Regions from separate parts of the Mus musculus genome. Here region 1 is linked to region 2. A link is a contact called in public HiChIP or PLAC-seq data. All regions are on one chromosome and are shown on one strand. The core of a region is the stretch at or near the end of the contact, and the rest is flanking DNA. Distances in the headings are between cores, read along the strand shown.

Region 1 (7,028 bases), core at 325-2,824, 150 kb before region 2:
TGGGGCTTATGAATATTAACAAGGTACATAATAAGTATGTGTAAGCATGTTACAATAAAGCCTGCTATTTTGCATACCAATTAAGAATCTTGGAAAAGAAAGTGCCTGTTGCAAACTGTAGAGTTACCTGGGAATCCAGCTCTGCAGAGAGAGAGAGAGAGAGAGAGAGAGAGAGAGAGAGCGAGCCTTGGAGGGGAACAAACGGGATGGAGGTAAAGGCTATCCCTTGTTCTGCCCAAGCACCTAGAATTTGTTTTTTGGTCCAAAGCACTGCTGACCCTTTCCCTCGCCCCTTCTGTTTCTGTGACACTGGATCCTATACCATGGATGGTGCCTGGATAGAAGCAGAAATGTGGAGAGCATTCTCGGATCAGCTTGGGAGCTGGAGCTGCGTTTTTCTGACACACGGACACTTGGGAACACATTCTTCCGAGTTTCCCACTGTCAGTAAGTTGTCTTCCATTCCTTAGCCAGGGACTCATATCTTTCTTCAAAAGTGCCTCCCCCTTCCTTTCTGTGTGGCCTACCCATGTCCACAGTGAACCCAGATAGGCCCAAAAGCAACAGTTCTCACCTTAGAAACCTGGGATGAGTGAGCACCAAGATCTTCCCTTTCATAAACAAAAGTTAAAAGGAAGGAAGAAGAGTTTGGACACTTTCCTAGAACGAGTTGCTTTCCCTCCGAGTGCTCTCTCTCTTCTCTCTCAGTGTCTCTCTCACTCTCACCCCCTCCCCTCAGTAGTTGTTTCCATTTATGCCTCTTTCTCTTTCTGTCTCTCTCAGGCATGTTCTTTCTCTGTCTCTCTCTCTGTCTCTTGGTTTCTCAGTTTTTTTTTTTCCTTCCTGACATCAAAGGGCAGAAAAGAAACTTACCTTGTTTAAACTGACCAGGACCAGGACAGGGTGCCCACCCACACAGAGACAAGTGTGAAGAAGTATGGTTAGTCACTTTACAAAAAGAAACTTCTCACTGGGGAGAACAGAGAGCGAGAGGTCAAATTATTTATACATTTCATATGATAAGAGATGATCAGAGTCTATTAAGCCAGGTGGACAACCAAGGCATTGAAAGGATAACCACAAGCACAACCTCACCAAGCCAGATCTTTGCCCTGTTGGTGCATCTATACCAGGTCCTGGGAATCTGGGTTTCTGAGGAAACTGAAGGATTTTCTGGAAAGAACTGTCATAGGCATATGGAAGCTTGGTTTCTGCCTTGGAAGCCATGTGGACAGAAAGTGCAATGGTCTGGCTTTTCTGAGTCTGGAGCAGGCTTCTCTTTGAGTGTTTTTTTCTCCCTATGGCATAGACACGCCCTCTCAGGTCTGCCTTCTCACCCTCCCCTCATTTCAAGCATGTGCTCATATCCAAGAGCCAAGTTCATTTGAGACCTACTGGCTCTGAGGGGTCACAAGAAGCCTGTTGACTGCTGGTGCCATGGCAACCACTCTCACAGAGTCCAAGGCAACGGAGGCCTGCCTTCCCAGATATACCACTTCTATGTTTTTCTTTTTTGGTAATTTCCTTTGACCCTGAGTTAACTCATCCCCATTCCCATTATCGTTGGACTACAGGTCACCCAGGCTTCAGGCATAACTGTTAAAGGTAGGAAATCGTATGCCTCTGTGGCACTTCGGTGCTTCTAGAAGCTTCTAGAGGGTTATCGGCTTATGTGGCCTTTGCATTACTTTTAAGCTTCTAGCTTCAAAGTTTCACCCTCTTGGGTAACAGTTTCTTCTGATATTGAAACATTCCATCATTCAGGGAGCCTTTTTAAACAGGGAGGTAAGCAACTCAAAAATAGCTTCAGCCCTGAAACTGACCAGATTCACTAGTCTGTGTCAGCATAATAAAAAGCTGAGAGTAACTCTCAGACAGGACAAGCTGCAGAGAAGACTCTGAGACCAGACCAGTTGTCTGGAAGAGATTCAAGTCCAGAGCTACAACCCAACTTACTGAGCTCCCTGCAGACAGGGTGTGCTGTGTGATCCAGGTTCCCAGGGTTATCTATGCTACTGTGGGATTTGGTGATGCAGTTTGTATTTGTGTTTTTTTTTCTGCTCCTGTAATTAACTCCTTCAACCTTATTTCTGTGAATAACCCCCAACAAAACTCACTGGTTCACCAAGTTGGACTTGGTTGGTATTTGTTTTTGGTTTGTCATGAGTTTCCTCTCTGGGGTGAGCAGACTTGTGTGTTGCATCTCCTTGGGACAACTTTTGTCGTACAATACAGCCCTGAACTGGAGGTTTATCATAGAACAAAATACAAATACTCTTTCTTTTGTCCACAGAGCTTGATAAACACCTACCGTGGTTACCACTGCAAACATGCTGCCGAGTATTGATGTTCCCATCCATATTCCATCCTTGTTTCTAACAGGAGGACTTCAGATGGCACACTGCACACTGTCCTTGTGATGGGTGATTCGATGGTTTACCAACTTGTATCCAACATTACTTCGTGAAAGAACAGTTCTAACAATTTTGTAAGATTACCTTATAATTCCTAATTCCTTCCCTACATATGTATAACTCTTGGAATTTTTACTGAATTGATTATAATAGCCATTTTTCCTTTTTTTTTTAAAGTGTCTAGTCACGGCATTTATTCACATATTTTAAAATTAAGAATTATTTCATTTATTTTTATAGGACCTGTGATTATGTTTTTTTATTTTTATTTTATTATTTTTTTAGATTTATTTTTTTCACTTTTTATTGGGTATTTATTTCATTTACATTTCCAATGCTATCCCAAAAGTCCCCCACATGCTTCCCCACCCACTCCCCTACCTACCCACTCCTACTTCTTGGCCCTGGCGTTCCCCTGTACTGAGGCATATAAAGTTTGCACAACCAATGGGCCTCTCTTTCCACTGATGGCCAACTAGGCCATCTTCTGATTCATATGCAGCTAGAGACATGAGCTCCGGGGGGTATTGGTTAGTTCATATTGTTTTTCCACCTATAGGATTGCAGATTCCTTCAGCTCCTTGGGTACTTTCTCTAGCTCCTCCATTGGGGGCCCTGTGATCCATCCAATAGCTGGCTGTGAGCATCCACTTCTGTGTTTGCCAGGCCCCCGACATAGTCTCACAAGAGACAGCCATATCTGGGTCCTTTCAGCAAAATCTTGCTAGTGTGTGCAATGGTGTCAGCATTTGGAGGCTGATTATAAGATAGATCCTCGGATATGGCAGTCTCTAGATGGTCCATCCTTTTGTCTCAGCTCCAAAAGCTCTGTAACTCCTTCCATGGGTGTTTTGTTCCCAATTCTAAGAAGGGGCAAAGTGTCCACACTTTGGTCTTCGTTCTTCTTGAGTTTCATGCGTTTAGCAAATTGTATCTTATATCTTTTAAATGTAATGAAATAAAGTATCTCTCCCCCCTGCTGACTAATTATACGATTGAAGAAGTTGTTAGGCAGGCTGTTAAGGAGGAAAACTTGTAAGAGTTCACCTAACTGTGGACCTTGCATGCTATATTAACTTGCTATGCAGAAAGGGACAACTAGTGCAATAATGACACGACTGTTACAGAGGTAACCACCCACTCTGTGATTGGATTTGAACCCCACAAGAGAGAAGTTGTACTCAGTCCTGTAAACCAGGTCAAAACCAGTGGCTGGAGAGAGGATAGACTATAGGAGAGATGGACTTACTGCCGGTACTTTGATGTTTGCATAGTATGGAGTCACCTTTTAATAATTTTCATAGACAAGTGATATTCCAAGACCTGATAGTCAGAGACTATCCCCTTTATACTGGATGGAAGTGCATGCAGATACTCATGTTTGTTCAAAATGCTGAGAATAAGTGACTGTGAGTTGTGCAACCCTAAAAAGGTATTTATACTACCCTTTCTAAGGCTTGGGGGACATTCCAGAAAATGGGGCAGAAAGAATGTATATTTCAGATGATTGGGAGAAAGCTGTAAAGTGCTGTCTTCTGGGCACAACACAGATATTACACTTATATACCCATAGCATCTCTGGTTGCTAGCACTGTGCCTCCATAAGACTAGTTCATTGTCTTCAACTGCGTACGTGCTGGTAATCTCACCATTCCACATCTGAGGTCATGTGTATGTCCCCAGTTAAGTCCAGTGGGCCACAAAACATAACACAAAGACATGGATGTGAGAAAGGGACTTATGTGTGGGGATGGGGTGGGGTGGTGATGGTAATAGGAAAGAGATAAGAGAGAAGGGAGTGAGAGTAATCACAATCTGCTATACGATGTATGACATTGTCAAATAATAAATTTAACCTTATAAAAATAAAATGTGTATGAGCTAGAAACCTATGGCAATGGAAACTCCCAGAAATCTATGAGGATGACCTTAGCTAAAACCCTTAGCAATGTGGGATATGGAGCCTGAACTGGCTAGCTCCTGTAACCTAATGGAGGAATTGGAACACCAATTCCACAAAACCTTTGACTTACAATTGCCCTGCTTACAAGATGTGCTGGAGTAAAATTGAGGGAACGGCCAACCAGTGAATAATCCAGATTGAGACCAATGCCTGACACTGCTAATGATATTCCGGTATACTTGCAGACAGGAGTCTAGCATAACCATCAGAGAGGCTTCACCCAGCAACTGATGGAAACAGACCCACAGCCAAGCAAATGGAGGAATCCTGTGGCAGAGGGAGAGGAAGAATTGCAGGAGACAGAGAGGTCAAGGAACCCACAGAGTCAACTAACCTGGGCCCATAGGGGCTCACAGAGACTAAATTGCCAACCAGGAAGCAAGTATGCATGAGGCTGACCTAGGCCCTCTGTTACAGTTGTGCAGCTTGGTCTTCATGTGAGACTTCTAACAGTGGGAGCAGAGACTGTCTCTGACTCTGTTGCCTGCCCTTGGGACCCTTTCCTTCTACTGGGCTGCCTCCTCTAGCCTCAATAGGAAAGATACACCCAGACTTATTGCAACTTGATGTGCCAAGGCGGGTTGATAGCAATAGAAATCCTCCCCTTTCTGAAGAGAAATAGAGAAGGCGTGGATGTAGGGAGAGCAGAAGGGAGGATGGCAGGGGGCGGGGAGATGAGAGGGGGAAAGTGCTGTCAGGATGTAAAATGAATAAATTCATTAATTAATACAAAGGTGAAAATGTGTTATATATATGTATACAAACATACACACACACACACGCAAGCTTTATTTTACAGAATTTTTAAATATAGGATTCTCACTATGTAGCCTACCTCAAATGCATGATCCTTCTGCCTCAGCCTCCTAAGGGCTGAGAGTACAGGTGTGTGTATCTTGCCACCATATGTGACTTGATTTTACCCCCTTAAAAAATGTATATAAAAGGAAACCATCACTTAACACATCTAATCACTACCCATAACTCTCCCCTTTCTCATAGTCTTGTCACCTTCTGAGATGGTAATAAATCTAAAACAGCCTTTGATATCACATGTCCTTGATGGCTAACGTGATCCCACAGTAGAAAAAGGACACCAAGCAGGACAAATGTCATCCAGAGAGAGATCTCACTGTGAGAAGTGTGGAAATCTAATCTCTCGGCTACTTGTTTGGTGTCATCAAATTTTCATACTCTCCTCGTGCAAACTTTTGGACTGTGCAGGGCTTTTGAGTTGAGCCACATGAACTTGATATTTTCTAAGTTAAAATAGACAAGCAGCAGCAAATCCAAATAATTCAATGTAGTTTCCCTTTCTTTCAATATATATATACATACACACACACACTACATATTCAATCTCGTCTCTGTATACTTATATATCTTGCCTCCTAGATACTAAATACACATGTGTATGCATAATACACATTCATATACACATTTACAATGAGCAAAACCCAAAATGATTAAAGCATTCTCTAAGTTTTTTGGCAATGAACAGAAAGACTTTGTGCTTCTTTTTTTCTGCTTCTTTAAGCTCTCCTTTCTGAGAGTCCTGTAAAAGGTCATGAGGAGAGGTGATAGGGTGTTTTTGGCACGTATAAGCTCAGGAACTGGGCGGGCACAAGCCCCAGTGTTTCTCTGAAATGCAGTCACCCCACTAGGAAAGACCACCCTGGTCAGTGTCTTCATTCTGAGAGGTCTTGCGTGTCTCACTCGTGCTTCAGAATGAATACAAGATGGTTGAGGTGCAGCTTGAAATTCTGTCTTACTTCTGGATGCTTTGCTTCAGGCCTTGAAGAGAAATAATTTCAAGAAAAGAATTTCTTTGTCTTTTCTTTTTTATATCTAGATGATCCTTCCTATCAAAAAAGAAAAGTAGACCAAATACTGCTGTGATTCTGCTCATGGGGATTCCAGATTCTGAGTTTGGCTTTCCTACATTTCACATCCCAAACCCTCAACCACATAGCAACCCACGCTCTCCCACATCCATCACAGCTGGGGCGCCACCCATGGTGACACTGACTTAGGGTTAGAGTCATGCTGCTCTTCCCAGTTGTGTTGAGTCATCTGCACATTCTCTCACCTTTGAATGTCACTCTGCCACGTGAGCAAGCACTGCTTAGCTGGGACATGGTTTGTGGAGTTTGCTATTGAGTACATAGGAACTTGAGTTTTCTCCAACTATTAGGAGTAAACATTGAAGAAGGGGAAGGAAATGGAGGAAGAGGAGGAAGAGGAGAAGGAGGAGAAAGGGGAGGAGGAGGAGAAAAGGGAGGAGGAGGAGGAAGGGAAGGAGAAGGAGGAGGAGGAAGGGGAGGAGGAGGAAAGAAAGGAGGAGAAGGAAGAGGAGGAAGGGGAGGAAGGGGAGGAGGAGGAAGAAAAGGAGGAGGAGGAAGAAGGGAAGGAGAAGGAGGAGGAAGGGGAGGAGGAGGAAAGGGAGGAGGAGGAGGAAGAAGAGGGAGAGGAGAAGGAGGAGGAGGAAGAGGAGGGAGAGGAGAAGGAGGAGGAGGAAGAGAAGGAGGAGGAAGAGGAGAAAGAAAATAATGGAGTAGTCATTATAGAAAAAGAAATAATTCAGGAAAATTTAGTTTAGATTCAGAATGAAAGAGAAAGAAAAAAAGCAAGAGTACAAACATTTTCCATAA
Region 2 (6,561 bases), core at 3,854-6,353:
TCTTCTAGTTTGCATAATTAATTATCAACCCTGAGTGCACTTTTCAGAAAGCTATTCTTTCCAGGCATTGTTGGGGCTCCAACCACCAGCACGGGTATCTATCTCTGCCTGGGGAGCCCTTTGCACACCCAGCTTGCCCTTTCGGCCCGTGGGTGGTATTTTAAAGTGGCTTCTGAAATCAACAAAATCATGTGTCAATAAATTCCTGTCTTAAAGCTGTAGAAAACCTAGTTGTTGGGTTCTTTTCAGAGTTGAACACGAAGCTTAGAGGGATTTCAGGGGGTTTTACATTAACCACTGGCTTTTAGAGCAGTTCTCATCAATTTCTTCCCCTACTCCAAGAGAGCTGACTTAAAAATAAGAAAATAAAGGTATCATTTTCCAGAGCCCAGAAATTGTTATTTTAGTGCCTGTCTCTAACATATCTATGTGGGTTTTGTTGTTGTTTGGTTTTACTTAATGACATCATGGTAACACCTTAGGGAAGTTCCAGAGCTGAGGACACTATTTGCTTTTCTTCTAAGATGTTTCTGTATTTCTTTTACTAATAGAAATCTGTCCCAGAGGTCAACTCCAAAATCAAAATTGAGTTGCTGGAAAACGAATTCCAATTCGGTAGTATTATTTCATATTGTAGACAAAATGCCACCACTGTTAACACCATCATCCGAAAAGCCCTCATAACAGGGGTGTGCTTTCTAATAAAATTTGGCTGAAAATTCAAGAAATATATACCTCTCCCCAAGAGAAGTAAATGGCCACAACAACATTTGAAAATGATCGTGTTAGAGAGATCAGTTTCTTTCCACAAGCTTCTCTTAGTATTCTGTGCTTGAGGTCTAAGAATCTACAGGGAATAAGAGCAGCTAACATCTCCAAGACTTCCTTGGTCCTAGGATCTTTCACTTGTTCGTGGAGCATCTTGACACTCAAGTGTTCCACCTGCTGTCCTTCGTATCAGTCTAGTCACCGAGTTTTTGGGGCTCTGAGCAAGGTGGCACCTTTTTCAAATCCATCAGCACTGACTCCAGAGTTTTGTTCACAGACTGCCGGCTGCATATCTGCCTGTATTACCGGGACATCCTCGTGAAAGAGCTGACCACGACGAGCCCTGAAGGCTGCCGGATCTCCCACGGACACACCTATGATGTTAGCAACCTGGACCAGGTCCTGTTTCCCTACCCGGACGACAATGGACAGAGGAAGAACATTGAGAAGTTGCTGAGCCACCTGGAGAGGGGACTGGTCCTCTGGATGGCTCCAGATGGGCTTTATGCCAAAAGACTCTGCCAGAGTAGGATCTACTGGGATGGGCCCCTGGCACTGTGCAGCGATCGGCCCAACAAGCTAGAAAGAGACCAGACTTGCAAGCTCTTTGACACACAGCAGTTTCTATCAGGTAACACACCTCACAGTCTGTTAGAATGGAGGTGGTGGTGGGTGCTGGCTATAAAGGTCTCAAATGGCAGTGTCTGCCTACCCCAGACAGAGGTCTTCCTCCTGAGATCTGTGAGCTCATGCAGAAATAGAATTCCTGCCTGATTCATGCCTAGCCTTTGTCTGTTGTGTACTCCCCTGATTAGCAGAGGGCCAGAAAGAGGATCCATATTTGCTGGCCAGGATAGACACTGGTGTGGGTTGATCTCTTAATTTATCATCATTCTTTTCACTCTAGGCTTTTGTTTTGTTTGTTTTGTCAGAATATATGTAGCTCAGGCTGGCCTAGAACTCCTGCCTCGGGATTTTATCTGTACACCAGCACATCTGGCCAATGAATTAAAATGTGGGCTTTCAGCGGCATGTGCCCCACCCCCAGAGAGGTTTCACTGTGTTGGCTCTCTGCTCTCAGCAAGTTTATCTGCTGACACCTCAGCTCTTTAGGGGTTTCTAGAAAAATCAAGAAGGTTAGAAACACCATCTTAACATTTTTGGTTATGAGATGTGTCACCCTTATAAAATTGTCACACTTGCGAGGCAGGACCAAAGCTGAGAATGTAAGGAGCAGATTCAGCGAGGGGGAAATTCGGAGAAGAATTTGGTCTTATCTCTGGCATACGAAGGCTTCTAATCATATTTTCCAGAACCTGTACTTCTTATGGTATGATTTTTGACTTTGGGTAGTTACGTTAGACCAGGGCTGGCTTATATGAAGTCATTAGTCTTGCCACTGGTGGGTACCACCCAGAGGCCTCCCCTAGAAACGTAGCCGAGGATGCCTTTAAGGAAGCAGGCTGCTCTGCTGACTGCTAATTGTCATTCCCTCACCCCATCATATCCTAAGCTTGCTTTCTTCCCAATGCCCTTCCCAAGCAGCTCACAGCTCTGGCTTTCCTGTGCTTTCCTTTTCTTGAACCGGGACTTGCCTTGCTCCTTCTCATCCATGCACACTGTGATGCTTTAAAATGCGTGCACACTAGGATCTGGCTAAATCCACTAATTAGCATGCATATCACCTTGCCTGTCTATCTTTTTTTAATTTGGTAAGAACATTACTTGAAATCTACTCTCGATATTTTTTTAAGCACATGGTCCATTCATTATTAGTCATGAGGATTGGTCCTTGAGCTTGTGTTCAGCAAACTCCTCATGTCTTAGTGACAGTTTATATTCTTTGACCCACAGCTTCCTAGCCACTTCCCACGTGTGGTGACCGCCATTTGGCGCTACTTTTATGAGCTCAACTATTTTGGAGTTCGCAATGCAATGGAGCGTCACGGTCTTTGTCTTTGTGTGCATGGGTAATTTCACTTGGCATGATGTTCTCCAGGCTCATTTGTGTCATTACTAATGACAGGCCTTCCTTCTTTATAAAGGCTAGGGATATTCCACTGGGGTATCTGTATCGTGTCACTTTCTCTTTATCTGTGTATCACTGTGGGTACTTGGGATGATGCCTTGTCTAAGCAGGTCTGACGGGTAACGCTGAGTGGGGGAGTATAGCTGTCTCTCCAAAACCAATTTGCTCTGCCTTGGTTACGTTAGACCAGGGCTGGCTTCTATGAAGTCATTAGCCTTGGGTCTGCACACAGAAGGGGACTGCTGAGTCCTCAATGTGCTGCTTCCTTCTGTTCATTTACAAAGAAGACGACAAGCCCTAGTGTGCTTGGTACTAGTGGTGTTTCCTCAGCCTTTTGAGCTCCAGTGGCCAATATTTGTTTAGGCTCATCCAAATCCTCTTTCGTTTCCAAAAACAAACATGCTCCTTGCTAAATATCCTCCCCTGAGAGGTGGGACACAGAAAAGAGAATCATCTCAGGCTCCAAGGTGTCTCAGGCTCCAAGGCGTCTCTGGCTCCAAGGACTGATGAAGATCCTTGGAGCTGGGTGTGATCTAAGCCTTGGTCAGACAGCCTTTGCCTCTCTTAGAGTGAGTTCTAGTGTTTGTGGTCCAAGGCAAAGAAAAATAACTTCTGGAGATGGATAGGTACACACATCCTATATCTGCCCTGGGGTCTGGAAGTCCTATGTGCCCTCCAGAAGGCTACCACTCACTCCCTGCTTGATTAAGGTAGCTCAGAATAGTGACAATTGCCAGCGACAGGGCTTTGAGGTACACTAAGTCTTGGTGTGCCAAAGAGGATCCAATTTGGCAGGAAACAAATGCCAAAACAGAGCAGACACCTTGGACTAGAAATTTGCTTCCTAGGACTTATTAGTTATTAATGAGTAAGGGCTATTTCCCTTTGTTCCCTTCTTCTCTAGTGGGGCCTGTTGTTTTTGCTGTCCACAGTCCCCAAGCCCCACAGAGGCTCAGGGAAGATGACATTGCTGCAGAGAGGCCCAACAGCCTCAGAACCTAAGGATGCCCACCCAATGGTCCGGGAAGAGCAGGCTGAGGTGGGCTTTCTCAGAGAGTCGCATCCCTTGCTATTCTGACCTAGCCCCTCGTAGGTGTCTTCCCGGCCACAGTGCTATGCACTTTATACAGTGTGCCTAAACCCCTGGGTTTGATTTAAATTCTGGAAGAAGAAAGAGAAAGAAATGCAGGAAGTCAGTTCTGTGAGCTTCTAGAAGCAGTTCGGTTGCAGAGAGCAGTGGAAATCTTTGATGTCTACCCATTCTGGATTTGCACCCCACTAGGGACAGTCCCCATAGGCACAGTTGAGAATTCATATCTGATCAGGGCAGAGTCTTCATGCCTGCTCTGTGGAGGCAGCTTTTTAATGTCAGTTCTTTGATGCAGACAAGACCTGGGAACCTAGCTCTGGGAGGAGGAATAAAGGTTAATGCCAGTGAGTGGATGTGGCTTTCTGCTTGTGCTGGGGGAGGAAGCCAAGGCCTTGCACATACAAGGCAAGTGCTCTGCTCCAAGTGGCGATGCCCCCAGCCATGGGCAGGTTTCTTTTCAGCAATCTTGTCTGTTTCATGTCTCTCAGGCAGGACTAGCCTCAGCATGACATCCTTGTCAGAGGGGCTTCATTGGTCCCCTTCTCCCTGTATCATCCTGTCCCCAAAGTGAGATTGAAGCCTACTCTGGTTCTCCAGTTTTGGAGTTTTAGACCTAGTGCCAAGTAGGACACAGCTGCCAACAGCTGGTGAGAGAAACAGATGCTCTTGGTGCCCAGACACCACGTGGCCTCCATGGTTAGCTAGTGAGGTTAAAAAAATAACCCTGGGCCATCAGAACATTGTGACTCTTTACATTAAAATGTCTCCTTGGCCTGTGCTGATTGCTTGACTCAGCATGGCTACTTTTCTTTTTCTTCTTTGTCTTCTTCTCTTTGACCTTGTGCATTTCTGTGAGTGTAGTGCTGCAGACCCAAGTTCTTAAGGTTGGGTCATGTTCCTTAAGAGTAATGAAGTAAAACCAGTGCCAAGTCAGGAGATCATATGTGAACTTGACCATGTGATTTTGTGTCTAGGGTCTGCTCTAAGGGCTGGACTTAGGGGAACAGAGCCCGGGCTCTCCCAAAGCAGACTTCCACGTGACTCTGGCTTTCCGTTCACCCGCTTTACCAGGTGTCTGAACAGTTTGGTTTTTTTTTTTCTTTCTTTCTTGTGGGTTTTCAGAGCTGCAAGTGTTTGCTCACCATGGCCGGCCAGCACCGAGATTCCAGGTGACTCTGTGCTTTGGTGAGGAGTTTCCAGACCCTCAGAGACAGAGGAAGCTCATCACAGCTCATGTGAGTACCTGGTTACATCACCCGTAAATCACACACTGTGGAGCTGTCCCTTTTAGAGAAGTGGCAAGTGACGAGTAAATGTCAGCTCACCTGGGAAAATAGATGTAGACCTTAAAATAGTGCAGGAGGAAGCAGGCTCCAGTGAACACCACAGCTCAGGGAGGCACCCGCAACCTACTTCCAGACAAATTCTGTCACCACCGAATCAGCAGGGCAGATGACTTGGACCCAAGGCTCTGTTTGTTCTGTATTCTTTATTGTTTCATACAGACAGTTACCTGCCCTTTTATAGGAATTTTCAATAGTTGGGACCAAGTACTGCCCTTCGACATCTCTGTTTCTTGTGTGGTTTTAAAGATGCTGTCCTTTCGAGTAGAGTAGCACTTTCTCCCTGGGAGGCTGCCTGTTATGTATTATGCTTCATCGTGCCTCCTAACTTCAGATAGTTCCCAGACCCTCGTTTTGTTGCTGGACTTTAGGGAGTTATTTAACAGTTGGACAAGGGAGGTGGAGGAGGCTGAGTCTTCCCAGGAATCAGGTAGGTCGGTCTATCCTCACAGCTAGGGTTTATTCGGATAATGTTCATCACTCACTTAATAATTAAAAGGTAATTCTGAATACATGATGTTTTTTAATTAGAAAATTTTACTTAATTACATATCTTGAAAAGTATGCAGTGTGGAGTAAAGGTTGTGTCCCAGATAGCCACAATATCTCAGTGCAAATGGGATATTAGCTCTGATGATATCTCTTAGTGGAGACTGAAGACTAGGCATACAGCGCAATGGAAGGCATTTGCTAGGCAGTGGTAAAGCCCTGGGTTCTAAACCCCGCCTAGGATGGGGGTTGGGCACTGATGTTGAACATCCAGCCTCCCTTCTCGGTTGCAAAAAGTAAAATCTAAGAAGCAACAAACGGGCTGGAGAGATGGCTCAGTTGTTAAGAGCACAGGCTGTTCTTCCAGAGGTCCTGAGTTTAATTCCTAGAAACCACATGTGCCTTACAACCATCTGCAGTGAGCTCTAATGCCATCTTCTGGTGTGTTTGAAGACTGCTACAGTGAACTCACATACATATAAATCTTAAAAAAATAAAAGGCAATGAAACTATGATCCTGGCCTTGAGCCTTTTCTCAGTTCTAACTGGTGGTTGATATCAAATGAGACTGCAGATGTGTGGATGAATCTAGCATAGATAAGCAGTATTTTTTTTTTTAAGGTAGTGAGTAAATTCTAGCATAGATCTCATTTTAAGGACTTTGGGTGCAGTGGGGCTCCGCAAAAAGGGAGCAACAATAGTCATATAGGCAAAGGGCCTCAAAATGCTGCCCCGTGGTCCACAGATGGAAAACATACATGGTCACCCATGAACTCTGCTGGTCTCCTTATTACAGACTTAATTCATATGGGTGCTTACAGAGGAATCCTACCAGACATCAC

What was found. HiChIP or PLAC-seq counts read pairs in DNA pulled down with a chosen protein or histone mark.
Region 1: a BATF HiChIP or PLAC-seq map of CD8 T cells shows a contact between it and region 2, with 10 read pairs. The contact joins the promoter of 4930519D14Rik here to the enhancer-like site in region 2. A contact is called at or near these places in 1 of 15 datasets of contacts at CTCF or cohesin (pro-B cells), 7 of 484 Hi-C or Micro-C datasets (B cells, CD8 T cells, Th1 cells and 3 more), 11 of 115 datasets of contacts at active chromatin or transcription factors (CD8 T cells, the SCID.adh cell line, T-cell acute lymphoblastic leukemia and 6 more) and 3 of 9 other capture datasets (adipose tissue, bone marrow-derived macrophages and liver).

Annotation. Positions count from the first base shown.
Region 1 is chr13:30,613,469-30,620,496 of GRCm38.p6, forward strand. It overlaps 4930519D14Rik (RIKEN cDNA 4930519D14 gene), which reads left to right and starts at 1,575. Exons shown (of 4, transcript NR_045975.1): 1 at 1,575-1,605; 2 at 2,294-2,488. It overlaps Gm35109 (a long non-coding RNA gene), which reads right to left and starts at 1,407. Exons shown (of 4, transcript XR_001780836.2): 1 at 1,096-1,407; 2 at 874-970.
Region 2 is chr13:30,756,363-30,762,923 of GRCm38.p6, forward strand. Irf4 (interferon regulatory factor 4) reads left to right here. Exons shown (of 9, transcript NM_013674.2): 7 at 1,046-1,399; 8 at 5,010-5,122. Among named protein-coding and RNA genes, the nearest start is that of Irf4, 10 kb to the left of the region's middle. Within about 2 kb of position 5,104, at least 58 of the 459 cell types and tissues checked have an H3K27ac peak or open chromatin away from gene starts, as enhancers often do. A contact at or near this core is called in B cells, CD8 T cells, the SCID.adh cell line and 4 more, where this site is marked.